Linked DNA regions of Mus musculus: all the other regions are linked to region 3. The links are chromatin contacts, called in public HiCAR-type, HiChIP or PLAC-seq, Micro-C and promoter capture Hi-C maps. All regions are on one chromosome and are shown on one strand. Each heading gives the region's core, a stretch centred on a gene start, on an enhancer-like site or on the middle of the called end of the contact. The rest is flanking DNA. Distances are from core to core; before and after follow the strand shown.

Region 1 (2,799 bases), core at 138-2,637, 530 kb after region 3:
TACCATCTCTAATGATCCTTAAATCCTGGTCTCCAGCCTCAATTTGTGCCCGAGGTGGGGCAATGGTCTTGACCTCAGTGTTGGCTGTCCCACATTGAGCTTCTCCTCTGGGACCCAATCTCCCAGAGGGCTTTGTCCTGGACTTTTCTCTTCCGCCCTGTGGCCAGCCAGTGGCAAAAGGCTAGTTCAATGGGCCACCTGAGTGTCCCGCCTACTTCGCACCTCCTCCCTCCCCAAGGTCCCTTCCAGATGCAACCCCGCCCCAACTCCCCAGGTAGCTCCCTGGGTTCTCTCTTCTGTGTCTCATTCCTTCTCACCCCACTTCCCTATGTAAGCTAGAGGCGTCCCTTCCAAACTCCCAAGTCCCCAAGACCTTACTGGCCCCGTCACTCTAGTCGCTGTGCCTTTAGCACAAGTGCATACTCCCTCCAGTGGCCAAACATCTAGCCGCAGCTCATTTCCTACCACTCCCTGTCGTAAATTCGACACTCCACCCTGACTGTATTTCTTGGAGTTCTCGGAACAAGCCACGTTGCTGTCACCCTTCTGGAGAGCCGGCCCCTTTCCAGTCAGTTCACCCCAGCGCAGGACAGTTTGTGGATGGACTAAGATCACGACAAGAGTGATGGAAGCAATCTCCATTTATTGACAGCCTCTTATGTGTGGGGTCTTATCTCTTTCCACCCTTAAAGGGTCGACCTCGCTCATCTTGAGGTGTCACTTGAGGCGCGGCCGATCGATACCAGGAGCCAGGAGGCAGCATTGTCATCCCAAAGGGCGATGGTACTACCGGACACAAACCCTGGGCGGGGTGTGACCGAGGGGCGGAGAGGAGGGGGTCCTTGAACGCCAGAATGAGGAATTGTGACTGGGTTCGCCGCTACTGAGTTAGACCGGCGCGAGACTGCCCCCTGCGGGTCCGTAGGTCCAATCGCGGGCTTCGCCAGACCGTTGCCCGGGGCAACGCGGCGCGCGCCCCTCCTCTTCCCGGCCCTCTGCTCTCCGCCCGGGGCCTGTCCGTCTGTCCGTCACCTTCTCGTCAGACCAATCGTAGTGAGGAGGGGGCGGGCCTCTCAGGCCTCCTTCCAGCCCTGTCGCTCCCCTCCAGGCCAAGACCCCGCCTTTCTTGCCGCACACCTCCCACCCTTCGGTCTGCCCTCGCCGCCAGTTGGCTGGGCTCACCGTCTGTCAATAGGGTGTGAGCTAATGCTGGCGCACAGTGGCCCTCCGGGGCGGGGCCAGGGGCGGTGACGCACGGCGCGGTGACGCAGCGCGACGGCGGCGGCGGCGGCGGCGGCGGTGGTCGGTGCGGGAGGAGGGAGGGGAGCTCTCGGGCCAGAGAGGGGGCGACGGCGGCGGCGGCGGCGGCGGCAGCGGCGCGGGTGGCGGCGGCTGCCCGAGGAGGTGCGGGTGGCGGCGGCGGCGGCGGAGGCCGAGGCGGTGAGTCTCGGGCAAGGCCGGGCCGGCGGGCGCGGGGCGGCGGCGGTCGAGGCGCGCGGCGCTCCCCTCAGGGCGACCCAGGCCGCGCGGCCGGCCCCGCCCCCTCAGGGACCCCGCGCCGCGGGCTGCGGCGGGCGGCTGACTCGGGCCTCGGGAGGCCGGAGGATCCTGGAGGACCCCTTAGGGTTCCGCACTCAGCCCGTTTCTCCCTACCCGGGCCCCTTCCTCAGTTTCCCTCCCAAACCGTCACGCCCTGGGGCTAGCCGAGGGGCCGGGCCCGGGGACTTCTGTCCTGACTCGGCACACATCTGCCTGGTCCTCCCGCACGACTCCAGCGGCCTCCCCGGAGACCACCCTCAGCTTTCAACTGCCTCCTCTGGGGACGCTCCCTGTGGATCCCCGCCCTTTGGTCCTTGGTTCTCTCCTCACATCTTCCTCCTGAATCGCAACACATTCCTTGGTGGCTACTCGTCATCTGTCTTCACAGCACAGATATTCCAGGCATCTCCCCCAGGAAGAACCTTAAAGCCCCTAAACCGCCCCCAGATACTCTCTGCATCTAACCCCCCCCCCATCTGCATCACATATTCAAGTCATCTCTCCTTCAGACTTCTTCAAATACCCCCAAGAATTTACCCTTCTACCTCTCCCCATTCCAAAAGTCTTAGAGATTTTCACTCTTATCCCCAAATTCTTCAGGATGTCCCTGGTGAACACTACATCATCCTTAAAGAGCTTGCATATCCCAGAACAGTCGTCCTCAGATACTCAGGAAGTGCTCTTAGATGCCAAAACTCACCTAGAGGACCCTCTCCTCTCCTCTCTTTGCTTCCACCTCCTATATACGCCCTGTCCTCTTCTCATATTTCTTAGACCCTTCTATAGATTTCCAAACTCATGTTACACAAATATTCCCCAGCTTGGAATGCTCTAGAGGTAATCTCATGTACCCCAGCCCTTTTCTCCTCAGCCTCTACACCTTCTAATCTTGAAAATCTCCAGAGTTCCTCTCATATTCCCAAAACCTCTTCCAAAGCCTGTCTTCTGTATCCCAAATCCTTTCCAGTAACACACACCACATGTTTTAAGAATAGTGTACGGACTCCAAAAAAGTTTCCTCATAGCCTCTATTCTTCTCAAACTTTTCTTGGATAACCTGAAAATTTGAAACTCCCTTTCTAGCCTTTGGTAAACTTTCTGACACTCTTCCTTACAATACTGAAACACCCCTCTAAGCTACAGCTTTCAGGACCCCCATGCATCACAGAACTTAGTAACCCTGAGATGGCCTTTAGTTCTTTCTTTTTCTCAGACTTTCTTATTAAAAGACTTTTCTAGCTATCTCTTCCTCAGAATCTC
Region 2 (3,000 bases), core at 306-2,805, 690 kb after region 3:
TCGGGAAGGTTCTTCACGGTATCTTCATAAGAAATCACAATATCCAAACCAAAATCTGTCAACTCTGCTGAGAAATAAAATGTGTATAAAAAAGGAAACAAGGACGGAAACTGCCTTCAGAGGCTGCATGAGGCATGGGGACAAGGAGAGAAGGACAGAAGACTCTCAATCCTTCATAGTCTTGGGACTTAGGAATAGATTAATTACAAAGCAATGACGGAAAAAAAAAACTTTTGAAAAATGGAAAATAAAATCCCAGAAAATTGGTATGTTTGGAAACACGATTTATCACATACTATATACAATATTTATGTTGTTCGCCATTCACAATGTCTGAGACACAAAATCCCTCTTACACTATACACGCTTGTTGACGCTGACGTGAAGACTTTGCCTGCTCTGACAAGGTCAAGTTCTCCACAGAAACCTCGTCCTAAAACCAGCTTTCTCTTCGAGTCTTCTTCGTCGTGGGCTCTACTACTGGCAATTTTAAGTCTTTACAGTTTTACAAAACCGTCCTTTACTTATTAACGAAGCCACGAGGATGGACCTTTTCCATAACACAAGAAATTTCAACTGATCATAAACTCAAGAAACGGTAGGAGTCTACGATGCTTTCCCTCCCCACCCCCAATTTTCTGACGCTTTTCCTCCCTCTGAGGAAGCGCTGCCTCTCAAGATCCGTTTGATTTCTTAAAACCAAGTTGCAGGATGGGGTTTCACTTGGATGCGGAGGTCTTGGTGCCGTGCCCTCCCCGCAGTCCGACTCTTCACTCTCTGTGGATGAACTTATCGCAACCCAGTTCTTCTATTAGAGGATTGATCACCTCTGATGCAGTCAGGGCTATGGTAAACGTTAAAATGTCAAAATCCACCCTCTGGGGGTTACGCAGGTACTCTATGTCGAAGGCTGCCTCCCTGGCTCGGCAGGCCTCCACGAAGCGCCGCCGGCGCTCCTCCAGCTCCTGGATCCGGCCGGGGGCGATCGGGTAGTTCTCCAGGTAGTGGCGCAGGAACTGCTGGTAATTGATGCCCAAGACGCTGAGGGGGTGGCGGAAGCGCATGTACGGCATCGCCGCCAGGCCGCCCGCCCTGGACCGGGGCCTGCCCTCCGGAGCCTCCTCCTCCAGCGGATCGCCCAGCAGCCGGGCCACCTCTGCCATCCGGGCTTCCCTGGACGCCGCCGCCGCCGCCGGGCCTTCGCGGGCCGCTGCGCCGCCCCGGGGCGCCGCCCCAGGGCCTCCTCGGGCCGCCGCCGCCCTGCCTTCCCGGGCTGCAGCCACCCGGCCTCCCCTGGCAGCCGCCGCCGGGGCTGCGGGGCCTTCCCGGGCCGCCGCCATTGGGCGTCCCCGGGTCTCCCCAGGTCGCGCCGGACCCGGGAGCGCACGCCGCCCGCCGCCTACCTCGGCCTGCGGGAGCCGGCGGTCGCGGCTCGCTGCTCCCGTCTGCGGGGCGCTGCTGACTGCGGGCAGCTGCGACATGTCGGACCGCGGGGTCAGCACCGCTGCTCGCTGAGACCCGGGAAGAACGGGGCCGTGAGGCGCGGGGCGTGCACGCGAGGGCGCGTCCACGAGCGCAATGCGCACGGGTAGGGGGTCGCGTGTCTCGCCGTCTGCGCAGGCGTAGCTCCAACGGCGAAGCCGAGGAGCAGTGCGCACGCGTGTCCTCCGGGCATTTGCTGGCGAGCCTTGAGATTGCTACCTAGCAGTCAGAAGAGCGGTTGCATCCTTTCTGTTGAAGGGGGGGGGTCTCTTTCACATTTCTACCAATCGGTTTAAGTTTCTAAATTTAATTTTAGTTTTAAAATTAGTCTTTAAAGTTTTCTTGCCGGGCGTGGTGGCGCGCGCCTTTAATCCCAGCACTAGGGAGGCAGAGGCAGGCAGATTTCTGAGTTCAAGGCCAGCCTGGACTACAGAGTGAGTTCCAGGACAGCCAGGACTATACAGAGAAACCCTGTCTCGAAAAAACCAAAAAAAAAAAAAAAAAAAACCAAAAAAAAAAACAAAAACAAAAAAAAGTTTTCTTTATTTGTATGTATTTTATTTTATGGGCATGATGGTTTGCTTCCATGTTTATATGTGTACCACATAATACAATGCCAACAGAAGCCAGAAGAGGGCGCTGGATCCTCTGGAACTGGAGTTACGGAAACCCTGCTGGGTGCTGTGATTAAACCTTTACCAGAGTAGCCAGTGCTCTTAACCTTGCAGCCAGGTCTCTGGTCTCTTGGTTGTGTTTTTGAAACAGTTTCACGAAGCTCAGACTGCTAAGGATGGCCTTGAACTCCTGATCTTCCTGCCTCTGCTTCTTGAGTCTAGGATGATAGGCATGTCTCACTATGCCTCGATAGTTAACTAACCTAGTACAGGTTATTATTAACTATACTAACCTATTAACTCTACTATGATTTATCAATTAAAGGCAAAACATAAATAGATAGACTTACAACTGAACCATAAAGGCCAACAAGATGGCTCAGTGGGTAAAGTCACTTTCCCCAAAATCTGATGACTACTTGTGTTCAATCCCAGAAACCCACATGGTGGAAGGAAAAAAATGACACCCAAAAGTTGTTCTCTGAAGTCTTCGTGCGTGCGAACATGTTGAGAAAAGAACGGGACAGTAAGGGAGAGCAGGCGTGTCCTGTGAGTCGGCTGCTCACAGGGCACTCGAGACCTTTGGTGACTGCTCAACATTTTGATGTATACTAGCAGCCACGTCCTTCCCGTCACTTATGTCATTTAGTCAATTATCTGCTTTCCTTTGTGGATTCTTTTAAATATCACTCTTTCCCCAAGTCAGACCCCGAGTTGTGAACACAACTTTTGGAAAGCGAAGCGGCTCTAGCTGTCCAGAGCTTGGCAAACACGGCTCTGGCAGGCCTTGCCCTTCTCTCCTGTTCCCAATGCTTTGCTAAGAAAACTGTAAGATCACATCCTCCTCCTGAAGCTGGCTATCAAGGTCCAGCTATCAAAGCACTGAAGTCCAGCAATCAAAAGC
Region 3 (2,853 bases), core at 106-2,605:
TTTGTAAGAAGCCCTATAAGGGAGGATTAAGGTTTCCTGAGCAGCTGGAAGCAGGAAGTCACCTTTCAAGATGGAGATGGCCCCTCTGGTTATCAGATGGCCTTCAATGAGGCACTATTATTATTCCGTGTGTGTTTCTTTTCTCCTCTACCTACCCCCACTTCCCCCTCTGAGACTGGGTTTTTCTGGCTATCCTAGAACTCACTCTGTCTATCAGGCTGGCCTCAAACTCAGTGCTCTGCCTGCTTTTGCCTCCTGAGTGCTGGGATTAATACACCACCATGCCTGGTTTCCATAATTCTTATTGTTGCCCATCTCTCCTACAAAGTTAGTCGTTTGATAACTGACCTGGCTTACCATGCTGTCCGTAGTTGGAAAGTGGCTGCATGTAGTAGGTGCATAGTATTTGCTGCGAGAATGAAGATAGACAAGTCCAAAAGGACCCCTTGCCTTCCCTGCTAACTAGCTATCCCAGTCCAATCTAACTCGACGTATCTTTGAAAGAGTTTCTTTAAATATCTACCTTTTCCCTTTTCCCAGAAGACTTTACAAATCCAGCCCATTCTAGAGTTTCTTTTCTTTTCTTTTTTTAAGACAGGGTCCTCATGTAGCCCACACTAGATTCAAACTCGCTGTGTACTAAGTAAGTCTGGCCTTGAACCCTCCTGTCCACACCTCCAGTTGGGATCTAAGGTATGTGTCACCATGCCCAGTTATTTGTTTGCTTGTTTGTTTCGAGACAGGGTTTCTCTGTGGAGCCCTGGCTGTCTTGGAACTCACTCTGTAGACCAGGCTGGCCTCGAACTCAGAAATCCACCTGCTTCTGCCTCTAAGTGCTGGGATGAAAGGCGTGCGCCAACACTGTCCGGCCCACCATGCCCAGTTTTAAGCTCGATTATTTATTTAATTTAAGACTGGTCTTCCTGTGTAACCCAAGCTCCAACATGTTATCTGTCGTTCAGTCTCTGCGGCCTGAGAACAGAGATCCCACGTTCCATCGTGCAAGGTTTATAGTATATAGTTTCGAAAGGGTGGGGACTTTTCCTGACTTCTTTAATGCCAAGGCAGAAAACACGGTCTCACACATAGCAGGCAGCCAAATAAATCTTGATTATGTCTGAATGGCTGAATGGGAACACATTCCACCCCGAAACAGGTTAAAGCCGGATGAGGAGCCCCGCCTTATGAATCATTCATGACTTGGGCCCCGCCCACACGGGGTGACGCGCGCGTTCCCGCTAGAAGCGCCTGGGCTCCCACGCTGGGCGGGCAGCCGGAGGTGCGTTCTGCGCCGGCGCCGAGAGCCCGGGGCCTCCTCAGGTGCGCGCGCGCGGGAGGGCGGCGGCGGCAGCGCAGTGCGCAGGCGCGGCAAGTGAACTGCGCAGGCGTCAGTCTTGGGCGGGCTGAAAGCAGCTGAAGCGGCGGCCGAGTCGGAGCCTCCGGCACAGGGGCGGGAGCTGAGGCGGTAGCGGACCGGCTGGCGGGCTAGCGAAAGGCGGCGGAATGGTGGACTACCACGCAGCGAACCAGGCGTACCAGTACGGCCCGAACAGCGGCGGCGGCAATGGCGCGGGTGGCGGCGGAAGCATGGGCGACTACATGGCCCAGGAGGATGACTGGGACCGGGACCTGCTGTTGGACCCGGCCTGGGAGAAGCAGCAGCGCAAGGTGCGCGGCCCGTGACCCGGGCTGGGTGGCGTCCTGCGCGTGGCGGGGAGGCCTGGAGGAGGGTCCTGGGAGACAATTGGCGGGTTCGGGAACGGGTTTGCAGTCCCGGAGAGGGATTACAGAGCTTAAGGAAGCAATTGGGAATCTGGAGGGGGAGGGGGGAAGTGGCGGCCAGGTAGGAGACACGGGGAACTGGGACAAACGAGATGATGATTCGGGAGGTTGCAATGGAACTAGGTTTTAAGGCGAGATTGTTGGATCAGAGGAAGCATTGATGGGGCCCAGGCAAGCAATGGGGTCCAGGAAGGGAATTGGTGAGCCTGGATAGTATTTGGTTTGGGAATCCTAGTATGGAGGAGATAGTCTGGAGTGCAGAGAGTCTGAAGAAGAGATTGGAATTGCAGGAAGCCTTAGTGTGTGTGTGTGTGTGTGTGTGTGTGTGTTGGGGGGTGGTTCTAGAAGAGATGAAGAATCAGGAAAGGTAAAAAGGGGGCACTAAGGAGAGGATTGTGGAATCCTGAGACAGGGAGGGGGGCCTGCATGGGCTAGGGTGTGTGGTGAGTAGGTGTTAAGATGGTCTGATGGGACTAGGGGTCTGAGAAGGTAGGTGTTCAGGACAGAAGTTAGGGGCCTAGGAACAAAAAAGATGTTTGTGTGAGGAGGGTGAGATTTATTGAGGGCGCCTTGCTGTAAAAAGAAAAGGATAGGGGCGTAATTAGAATTGATGGGGAGACCCAAAAGAGTGTGGGTGCTTTGAAGAAGGGAGAGGTAGTGAAACAGTTAAGGTTCCAGGTTCACGGGGAAATAGTTCAACAGTGAGAATAGTGGAAGACAGTAGGAGCAGGGATGGAGGATAATGGGAGGGGGTTAGTTTGGGAAAATGGAAGTCTGATTAGGAATGCCTGATTAAAAGACTTGGGGGTTCATTGAGTGAGGAAGAAATGAGTGTTCTGGGAGAGTAGTGTCTTTTGATGGGGAGGGTAGGTGAAGGGGTATTAAAATAGTATTTCCTGATGGTATTTAGGAGTGTGGGGGCGATGCTAAAGGGAAGCCACAGTATGGAGTGGAGGTCAGAGTAGGAGGCCAGGAGTGGAGATGTGTTGGGTGGTTGAGAGGGAAGCTAGGAGTGATGGGAGAGAGGGTGTGAGTGTATGCAGAAAGAGCTAAAGAAGGGTGTGTTGAGTG
Region 4 (2,859 bases), core at 111-2,610, 570 kb after region 3:
GAAGACTGCTACAGTGTACTTACATACAAACAAACCCTGCCTCAAGCTGACAAGATACCTCAGCAGGTGAAAGTGCCTGCTGTCCAGCCTAAGGAAATGTCTTTAGACTGCCACTCAGAGCTAAGGTGTGTACAATTTAAACACACACACACACACACACACACACACACACACACAACCCTAGGCCTGTGCTGCTGGGCACATAAGGCTGCAATCCCGGCACCCATGAGACTGGGGCACAAAGACCAGTCTGGGCCACTTTATGAGATTCTCCAAAGCACAAAAAAGGCCCCCTAACCGCCTCCCCTGTTCGTGTTCCACCCCTCCTGGAAAACGGAGCTGGGAGCTTACCTCTCAGGCAAGGTCCGGTGGGAATTGGGCCTGGTTTCGGGGAGAAGAGAGAGAGAGAGAGAGAGAGAGAGAGAGAGAGATGTCAAGAGTTGGCCATGTGAGTGGAAAGGCCGGCCCCCGAATTTCTGAAGGAGTGATGGTGATGATGGTGATAAAGCATGAAGCCAGATGCTCAATCCCCTGAGGAGAGCAATCCAGAAGCTTCACTGAAGGAGACTGAGGTCTGACTCCCTCCCGCAAGGTGCAATTCCGAAATTGAATAGCAGGGGACCAGGAAGCGACCGCAGAGCCCAGGGGGGACCGCCCCTTCATCGGGGGTGAGCGCTGCGCGACCTCGGGGGCCGACCTGAGGGAATCAGTGATGTCGCAAGCAGCCCCCCTCGGCCTAGTCCCCAGCTTGCAGCTCACAAAACAAAATGAAGCGGCAGGTGACAGGAGACCTACCTGTGGCCATCTTCCCTCTGGGCCTGGGTCTGGATGGTGGGCGCCATCGCGACCAGGCGACGGCGGCGCGGTAGGCGTCCTCGCTGGCCGCAGGCGGACGCTGAGTGGCGTACCGACTTTGAGAGACGCCGGATCCAAGGACAGGCTCCCGTAGACGCCGGGCTCCGCGGGGAAAGGGGATGAAGTGGGCCGACGAGAAGGGCTCGGGTGTGACTGAAGTAAGAGCACAGACAGCGTCGGACACAGACTTGCAGCTCCCGCTCCGACTGCTACCAAGACGCAGAAGACTAGACAGGTCGCTCCTGGCCGCAAGGCCTTCAGGGAAATAGAGTTTGGTCAGTCCTTCACAGTGATTGGCGAGCTGTGGGTGAAGGGGCGGAGCCGTGGGGGAACTCCTCTTATGATTGGCGAAAAGATATTCCACTCATGGCCTCGGATTTGGGAGGGCGGAGAAAAATGCATATCCTCTTCTCCCATTGGCTAATCTGTCGGTAAGGCATGGCTAACTAGGAGGTCAGCCAACTGAAAAAGCTGAGGAGCTACCGGAGCAGACGCATTTATGACGCATTTCCGGCGTTCTAGCGGAGGAAAATGGCTGCGCCCCAGCCACAGGCTGCAGCGGTTTCCTCTGCGTCTGGTGTGTCAGGCCCGGGTTCTGCCGGGGGTCCGGGTCCCCAGCAACAGCCACAACCGACCCAGTTGGTGGGTTCTGCCCAGAGCGGGCTCCTGCAGCAGCAGCAGCAGGACTTCGATCCTGTGCAGCGCTACAAGATGCTCATCCCGCAACTGAAGGAGAGTCTCCAGGTGATGGGCCCTGCGCGGGGAGCAAGAGGGGCTGGCTGGCGGGCGGGCGGGCTCCGGGGACGAGCGCCGAGGGGCTGTTTGTTGAAGGAGAGATCGTAGGTCGGGAAGAGAAGACAGACTAGCTGTGTTGTGTTTGTGTCTAACCAAAGTGAAGCTCCGGTCAGCTGTAGTGGTGGCGCGTTCTTAATCCCCGTGCTGGGACAGCAGAGGGGGACGGATCTGAGCTCGAGGCCAGTCTGGTCTATAGAGTTCCAGGCCGACCAGGGTCTACATAGTGAAACCCTGTGGAGAGAAAGGAGATGAGGATGAATGACAATTTTTGTTTGTTTGTTTTTTTTTGTTTTTCGAGACAGGGTTTCTTTGTATAGCCCTGGCTGTCCTGGAACTCACTCTGTAGACCAGGCTGGCCTCGAACTCAGAAATCCGCCTGCCTGTGCCTCCCAAGTGCTGAGATTAAAGGCGTGCGCTACCATGCCCAGCATGAATGACAATTTTAACTGTGTATGGTAGTGCAAGCCTTTAATTCCTGCCTTCTGGAGGCAAAGGAAGGTAAATCTTTTGAGTTCCAAGACAGCCTTGGCTACACAGAGAAACCCTGTCCCAAAAAACTAGATGGAAGTGGGGGAGGCAGGAGGAGAAGAGTAAAAAGAGAAACCGTTCTGGTTAAGTTCCGTGCAGAAGTACGGCCTAAGTGTCATTTCAGTCCATGATGACTAGATAAAGGGTATGTCCAGGAAGCTATTAGTGGTAATTCCAAACGAGAGCAGGTTACTGAAAAATTACAGGGAGATTGGGGGCTAGAGAGTTGCCTCAGCAGTTAAGAGCACTAACTGCTTTTCCTAGTGGTCCTGAGTTCAAATCTCAGCAACCACATGGTGGCTCATAACCATCTGTAATGAGATCTGATGCCCTCTTCTGGTGTGTCTGAAGACAGCTACAGTGTACTCTTATAAGAATAAAGTCCTTTAGAAAGGCCGGGCGCGGTGGTACACGCCTTTAATCCCAGCACCTGGGAGGCAGAGGCAGGCGGATTTCTGAGTTTGAGGTGAGTTCCAGGACAGTCAGGGCTACCCAGAAAAACCCTGCCTCAAAAAACAAACAAACAAAAAAAGGAACGAAGGAGGGAGGGATGGAGGCGGGGGAAGACTGCTATGGGGGTGGTAGTGAGCTTTAGTCTCTAGCATCAGGATGGAGGTGTAAGCGGAAAAGGCCTGTGACTCTCAACACAGAGTTATCCTGTTTGTGCACATTCATCTCCTG
Region 5 (2,934 bases), core at 117-2,616, 650 kb after region 3:
CCTAATTTTTAAAAAATGAAGATATATTTCATGAATACCTATGTTCCCTCCACACAGTTATATCAATATAAGGCAAACAAGACTTACCATGTCAAGGCAGTGTTTTGACCACGGGCATTTTCACCCAAGTTAATGTGAGGAAAACAGCCTAGTTCAAATGACTCAACTTTGATTCCTTGGACTCTCGGTGGAAGCTGAGAGCCGACTCTTGAAAGTTGTCTTCTGACCACGCCCTGTGGCATGAGGCTGACTGAGCACACTTAAGCAGCACCCCAATCCATTTCATTCCACTCCAGAAATAACAGCTCTGAATTCTGTGTGGCTTTCCTTTGCCCAACTTTGTAGTTTTACTATCTTAGTGCTTTGGATTTTTTTGGGTGGGTGGGTGGGTGTCTTTTTTTGGAGACAGGGTTTCTCTGTGTAGCCCTGGCTGTCCTGGAGCTCACTCTGTAGACCAGGCTGGCCTCGAACTCAGAAATCTGCCTGCCTCTGCCTCCCCAGTGCTGGGAGTAAAGGCATGTGCCACCAATGCCCTGCAGTACTTTGGATTTTTAAAGTTTAAGTGTAAAAATCTGACTTTTTTTTTCCCATTGAAAACAACTTGTGGGGGCTGGAGAGATGGCTCAGCGGTTAAGAGTACTGGCTGTTCTTCCAGAGGGTCTGAGTTCAATCTATAAAGAGATATGATCCCCTCTTCTGGCATGCAATTGTACCTGCAGACAGTGCACTCATACATTTAAAATGAGTGAATGAACGAGTGAATAATAAATGATTAAACAAATAAAGGAATGAATAAACAAACAAATAGAAAACAACTTGGGCAAGACTCATGGTGGCTCCCGCACCCCTAATTCACTGCTTTCTTAATCACTCTAAAGCCTAAACAAGTCAGCACGGAACGTTCCTTTGGTTGAATCCAGATGAGTGGTAGATCCAAATGAGTGGTTGGGCAAAGGAAAGATACTCCAGTCCTTTCTACAAACTCACGGCGTTAGGGGTAAAAAGAGATCTGGAGACGGGAAAGAAGACTGGTTCAGCCTCCTGGTCCACGTGAGAAAAACTGAGGGATGCTGGGTCAGCTCACTTTTTGGGCCTCTGTCCATTTCTAACGATGGGAGGTGAAAGGCAAAGTCCGAGCGACTGGATGGTGGCGGTCCTTAGGGCCCCAGGGGGCGTGGTGCCAGATGACAGTATTCCAATTTCGCGCTCAGCCAGAGGAAAGACCGACTAGGAGCGCACCAAAGGTACTCCGCCCAGTTCTTTTTGTCCCTCTCGGGTTCCTGTCCACACGCACTACCTCAGCGATCCCATTGGTCGTAGTCCTCGCCTGGGCGGGAGAGAGGGAGCGAGTGGGCGGGGCCGCGTGGCGTCAGCGCAAGATGGCGGCCTCGGCGGCTCTGTTCTCGCGCTTGCGGAGCGGGCTCCGGGTAGGCGCGCGGGGGCTGTGCACGCGGCTAGCGCCGCCACCTCCCCGCACTCCCGAGCAGGTGAGCGGCGCCGGGACGCGCGCCCCGATATGGGGCTTCTCTCTAAAGTTTTGGGCGTCTGGTGGCAACCCCGGCGGGTCTGGGAGACCGCACCTCAGGGTGCTGAATGGGACGGAGCCCGCGTTTTCGATGTTTCCATGCTTCCTGTGTGGACCACAGTTGCTCCCCCGGGGCTGGATTATGGAGGCCCGGAGTGCATCCCCTGGAGCCCAGGTCTCAACCACGTGGGTGCCGGGAGAGGTCACCTGTTCTGATCTCGGTGACCATTCAGGTGATACTTGACGGGGGTGGGGCCCAGGGCGCTAGGGACCCAGGGTCTGTCCCAGTGACATTTCAATCGCCTCCTTGAGCGAGAGGAACAGGAAGGATCCAGCCTGCCGTCCGTTCCAGCCTAGCCATTCTGACCTCCAAGTCCATGACTTTCCGTTCCCAAAGTCCCAGACAGGAGATTGCCTCTCCTCGCTCTTGCTTCCTTCCCTTCCAAACCCCTCCATCTTGGGCTCTGGGTATCCGGATATCTTAACTGTTCGTTCTGTCCCTTGGGTGCCCTCTGTCCCTTTAGTTTTGACATCTCTGTGCTAGCGCGCGCGCGCACACACACACACACACACACACACCCATCCCTTATTCTCCTTGCCCTACTCTTCCTGGCTCCAGACCCTGCAGTGCTATTGCTTCCAAGACCTTGAGCAATTTGCCCTTTCAGCTCTTGAACCCCTGTGATTCTCTAGACAGTTTAGTTGTGACTGTCTGAGGGGAGCAGCCTCTGAACTCACCCCTTCAGGGACACAGTTTTCTGCTCTGGATGTCCACTTCCTGGTTCTTGATCTTGAGGCTGCTTGGACAAATTTAAGTATTCTGTTATTTCTCTCTGTGTGACCTCTCCTCCATCCCCCTCCACTCAGGTCACTGAAATTGCCAACCGTGGGGGCTCCAAGGCCCAGGGGCCACAGCACCAGCCAGGCTCCGAGGGTCCCAGCTATGCCAAAAAAATTGCGCTCTGGATCGCCGGTTTGCTCGGAGCTGGTGGGACTGTCAGCATCGTCTATATTTTTGGTGAGAGACATAACCCTTGACTGTTGGCCCCCAGATTTCTACTGTGAACCCCCCCTTTCTTTCCCCATACTCAGTTCATTACCTGGCTCCTCCAACTAGGATACTCACCTTGAAATTCAAGAAGTCCTCTTCGACCCCTTGTACTTAAAAGTTCTATCCTCTAGTTGTTCCCTGTACCTGAATTCAGGAACTAAGGGAATGGTGGGAAGAGTAGGGCTAGACCAGTGTGCTTGGTTTCAGTCCTGGGACAAGGGACTGCGGTTCGTATTGGTGGAGAAATAACCTGTCACCGTGCCTGAAGCTATGTGTCCATCTCAGCAGCAGAAGTCTACCTTCCCCTTGTGTGTCCAGCTCAGCCCCAGCCCACTTGGAATCCTGACCCCTAACCTCT
Region 6 (2,830 bases), core at 315-2,814, 540 kb before region 3:
TTGTGGGGGGATTGAAGCTTGTGAAATCATGCGACATGCCCGACTCACAGCCAGTGCCCCTTGAGGGCACGGGAATCTGCTTGTTGCAATTTCCTTTGGTTGTTTTCTTTTGTTTTGCCAGATTGTTCTCAGGTGACTGAGAGCTCCCTGCAGGCAAGAGCATCTTGGTTCTGGTTTACCGCAGTTTGATAAAGATGATAGTAAGAGTTTTAATTTGGCTCTTCGGGGTTTTTTTTTTTTTTTTTTTTTGTATGTGTGTGTTTGTTTGTTTGCTTGTTTTTTCGAGACAGGGTTTCTCTGTGCAGTCCTGGCTATCCTGGAACTCACTCTGTAGACCAGGCTGGCCTCGAACTCAGAAATCCTCCTGCCTCTGCCTCCCAAGTGCTGGGATTAAAGGTGTGTGCCACCACTGCCCGGCTTCATTTGGCTCTTCTGAGCCAGGGTTTGATGCTGATAGCCAGTCTGGCCTTATTGCAGCAGTTCCTCTTGCCTCAGTCTCCCAAATGCAGGGCGTACAGGCAGGTGCATCACACCTGGGAGTCTGTACTTTGCCATCAGACGTCTGGAGGTTAAGTCTGGAGTTTAGGCTGTAACTGTGAGCCAGGTGTTTTCCATTTTGAAGGCCCAGGTGTGAGCAGCCTGTGATAACACAGCTGAGAGTCATGGAACTGTTTTGGTTGTTCTTTGGGTTTTGTTGTTGTTGTTGTTGTTGTTTTTGTTTTTCTGTTTGTTTTTTTGTTTTGTGACAGCCTCCTGTAGCTCAGGTTGGTCCCTGAACTCACTATGCAGCTTTGAATGACCTTGAAATCCTGTCTGACTTTTCCAATTCGAAGATCATAGTCATAAGCTATTGAGCTCCATCTGTTACTGAGTGTTTGATGGGCCAGAGCCATGACCTCACTGGCTTTCTCTCCCAGGGTGGACACTAGACTCTTCACAAGGGCATATTCGCATAACAGTCAAAAGCTGGACTCTTGAGATATACTGCTTGGGTTGAACCCCCACTTGCTATGTGACCTCCGTCCTGTGACTTCTGTTCAACACTATCTGTAAAATAGGCGTGACCGTAGTTCCGACTTAAAGGCCCTGGAGAGACTGTAGTGTTTAGAGCAGCACCCTCCCAGAGCTGTGCTTCCAAGGCTGGGTGGAAGAGTCTGCCACAAGGTTTAATCATTAAGCCTCCAGCCTCTGCAGCCGGCACTGTCTGCAGAGGTGAGGGGCCCACCTGTGGGTAGGAAGGTTGTGAATGAAGCTGCGGGGCTTAGGGCAGGGATGCTGTGGCGCTGATCCAGCCCTGGCTCAGCACCGAGCAGGTGGCCTGTAACAGGCAGGCTTTGTTACCTCCGAGCTTTCTCCCAAACTCATTCAGACCCAAGACCACGTGTCTGATGAGTAAGGAATCCTGTTATTTCCCTTCCCCAAAGGGAATATTGGCAGAACTGGCTCTTTGGGGATGTGCCTGTGTGCAGAGAGCAGCCATCTCAGGGGAACTCCGGTAAGCTGGCGTGGCCTGAAGGCCACTGAATAAGTCGTTAGAAGCTGGCACTGCTGGTTCCTATTTCCGCATTCCAGACACCCACAGCGCAGGAGGAGGCACCACCCCAGGTCGGCCTAGGGAGCTGGGGCAGGTGGCTCTTGCCTAGGGAAAACCTGGGACAGGAGCCACACCTGGGGCCAACCTAGTAGCCACCTTCCTGGAGTGTGATCACGGCTGTGTTCCGGGACTCCTGGTAGGTGAGCGATGTCTCCTCACTTCGGTAGCACCTTCCAGAGAAAGTTAATAATCTGATTCTTCTTTGAGGGAAAGCTAGCTTCTCTCTCTCTCTCTCTCTCTCTCCCCCTCCCTCGCTCCCTCCCTCCCTCCCTCCCTTCCTCTCTCTCCCTCTCTCTCTCTCTCACCCCCTCTTCTCTTGTGAAGTGTTTACCTATCTGTTCCTAACCTGAAGAAAGGTTGGCCCAGTGTTGAGCAAATGAGAAGATGGAGGCCACGGACTCCCAGGGAAAGAATAGATGACTGTAGCTGAGCCCCTGCTGTCTGCAGACTTTGTTACCAGGGGCTGTGGTGCCCCAGCCCAGTATGTATGCTGTGTGGTCTTGGTAAATCCTGTACCCTCCTGGGCCTCAGTTTCCTCTTTTGGGGGAAACAGGAAGTAGTGGTAGTACCCACTGAGTTGTCATGCCAAGTGCCCCAGCTCCTCTGACCCTGCGCCTGTGGACTGCAGCTCAGGCCCCTTGCTCCCTGCTCTGGCCTCTCCCTGGCTGTGTCCTCTGCCTGTGGATGTAGTTGGGGTGGCATGTCCACCTGCCTTCCCACACTCACGTAGCCGTTCTCAGGACTAGCCTTCCAAAGCCACCCCCTCCTCAAGTCTCTGCTCAGATGTTCCCAACCCAGGGTGCCTTCCTCTCAGTCACCCTGGAGCCACCTCCTTCGCTGGATTTTTCTTCCACCTGCATCTCAACTGTTGGCTTCCTGGGAGCGCAGGCCAGGCCTTGGTCCTTCTAGAACAGTGCCTAGCCTGTAGCGGGGGTGGGGTGGGGTGCAGCTTCAGTTATGACATGAATGAATTTATGCTACTAGATGGCCCATTGGTGGATGGACGGCTAGCTGTTCTCACTTGGGACTGACTAGAGTGCCACCAGCGTTTCCAGGAAGCCATGGCAGTGGTTGGTGTGACCTGTCACCTCTCTCTCTGGTCTCTCTGTGGTCATGCAGCCATTCTTGGGGTCTGTCAGCCTCAAGCTGCTGGCTTCCTGGCCCCCAATCCCTTCAGGCGTCACAGCCTGGAAGCTGACAGTGGCTCATTTGGGCATTTTGGGCACATGGCATGAC

Evidence for each region. Promoter capture Hi-C pulls out the DNA fragments that hold promoters and counts their contacts. A called contact is a pair of places that touch in the nucleus more often than the background predicts. HiCAR-type assays count read pairs that join an accessible place to other places. HiChIP or PLAC-seq counts read pairs in DNA pulled down with a chosen protein or histone mark.
Region 1: a Micro-C map of embryonic stem cells shows a contact between it and region 3, with 5 times the contacts expected there. The contact joins the promoter of Samd4b here to the promoter of Actn4 in region 3. A contact is called at or near these places in 5 of 39 promoter capture datasets (3T3-L1-derived adipocytes, cranial neural crest, erythroid cells and 2 more), 3 of 484 Hi-C or Micro-C datasets (CD4 T cells, cortical neurons and embryonic stem cells), 4 of 115 datasets of contacts at active chromatin or transcription factors (bone marrow-derived macrophages, differentiating embryonic stem cells, large pre-B cells and 1 more) and 2 of 9 other capture datasets (adipose tissue and liver).
Region 2: a contact with region 3 is called in a FOXA1 HiChIP or PLAC-seq map of pancreatic cancer cells. The contact joins the promoter of Eid2 here to the promoter of Actn4 in region 3. A contact is called at or near these places in 2 of 39 promoter capture datasets (erythroid cells and pre-B cells), 1 of 115 datasets of contacts at active chromatin or transcription factors (pancreatic cancer cells) and 1 of 9 other capture datasets (adipose tissue).
Region 4: a contact with region 3 is called in a HiCAR-type map of astrocytes, with 2.4 times the contacts expected there. The contact joins the promoter of Med29 here to the promoter of Actn4 in region 3. A contact is called at or near these places in 1 of 39 promoter capture datasets (liver), 2 of 484 Hi-C or Micro-C datasets (cardiomyocytes and embryonic stem cells), 4 of 115 datasets of contacts at active chromatin or transcription factors (astrocytes, bone marrow-derived macrophages, effector CD8 T cells and 1 more) and 2 of 9 other capture datasets (adipose tissue and liver).
Region 5: a promoter capture Hi-C map of pre-B cells shows a contact between it and region 3, with 2.0 times the contacts expected there. The contact joins the promoter of Timm50 here to the promoter of Actn4 in region 3. A contact is called at or near these places in 1 of 39 promoter capture datasets (pre-B cells), 3 of 115 datasets of contacts at active chromatin or transcription factors (bone marrow-derived macrophages, pancreatic cancer cells and pro-B cells) and 1 of 9 other capture datasets (liver).
Region 6: a contact with region 3 is called in an H3K27ac HiChIP or PLAC-seq map of the NIH/3T3 cell line, with 4 times the contacts expected there. The contact joins the promoter of Sipa1l3 here to the promoter of Actn4 in region 3. A contact is called at or near these places in 2 of 39 promoter capture datasets (the HPC-7 cell line and pre-B cells), 1 of 484 Hi-C or Micro-C datasets (cortical neurons) and 6 of 115 datasets of contacts at active chromatin or transcription factors (the NIH/3T3 cell line, astrocytes, extraembryonic endoderm stem cells and 3 more).

What each region holds. Positions count from the first base shown.
Region 1 is chr7:28,434,779-28,437,577 of GRCm38.p6, reverse strand. It overlaps Samd4b (sterile alpha motif domain containing 4B), which reads left to right and starts at 1,387. Exons shown (of 13, transcript NM_175021.3): 1 at 1,387-1,440. It also overlaps a transcript of Gmfg not described here.
Region 2 is chr7:28,266,436-28,269,435 of GRCm38.p6, reverse strand. It overlaps Eid2 (EP300 interacting inhibitor of differentiation 2), which reads right to left and starts at 1,555. Exons shown (of 1, transcript NM_198425.2): 1 at 268-1,555. The coding sequence starts at 1,481. The coding sequence ends at 771.
Region 3 is chr7:28,960,834-28,963,686 of GRCm38.p6, reverse strand. It overlaps Actn4 (actinin alpha 4), which reads left to right and starts at 1,355. Exons shown (of 21, transcript NM_021895.3): 1 at 1,355-1,668. The coding sequence starts at 1,504.
Region 4 is chr7:28,391,191-28,394,049 of GRCm38.p6, reverse strand. It overlaps Med29 (mediator complex subunit 29), which reads left to right and starts at 1,360. Exons shown (of 4, transcript NM_026042.3): 1 at 1,360-1,599. The coding sequence starts at 1,387. It overlaps Paf1 (Paf1, RNA polymerase II complex component), which reads right to left and starts at 1,054. Exons shown (of 14, transcript NM_019458.3): 1 at 796-1,054; 2 at 352-381. The coding sequence starts at 842.
Region 5 is chr7:28,310,478-28,313,411 of GRCm38.p6, reverse strand. Timm50 (translocase of inner mitochondrial membrane 50) reads left to right here and starts at 1,366. Exons shown (of 11, transcript NM_025616.3): 1 at 1,366-1,487; 2 at 2,393-2,543. The coding sequence starts at 1,380. It overlaps Gm51445 (a long non-coding RNA gene), which reads right to left. Exons shown (of 3, transcript XR_003946618.1): 1 at 2,652-2,934; 2 at 2,264-2,322; 3 at 639-1,327.
Region 6 is chr7:29,504,194-29,507,023 of GRCm38.p6, reverse strand. Sipa1l3 (signal-induced proliferation-associated 1 like 3) reads left to right here and starts at 1,564. Exons shown (of 23, transcript NM_001081028.1): 1 at 1,564-1,730.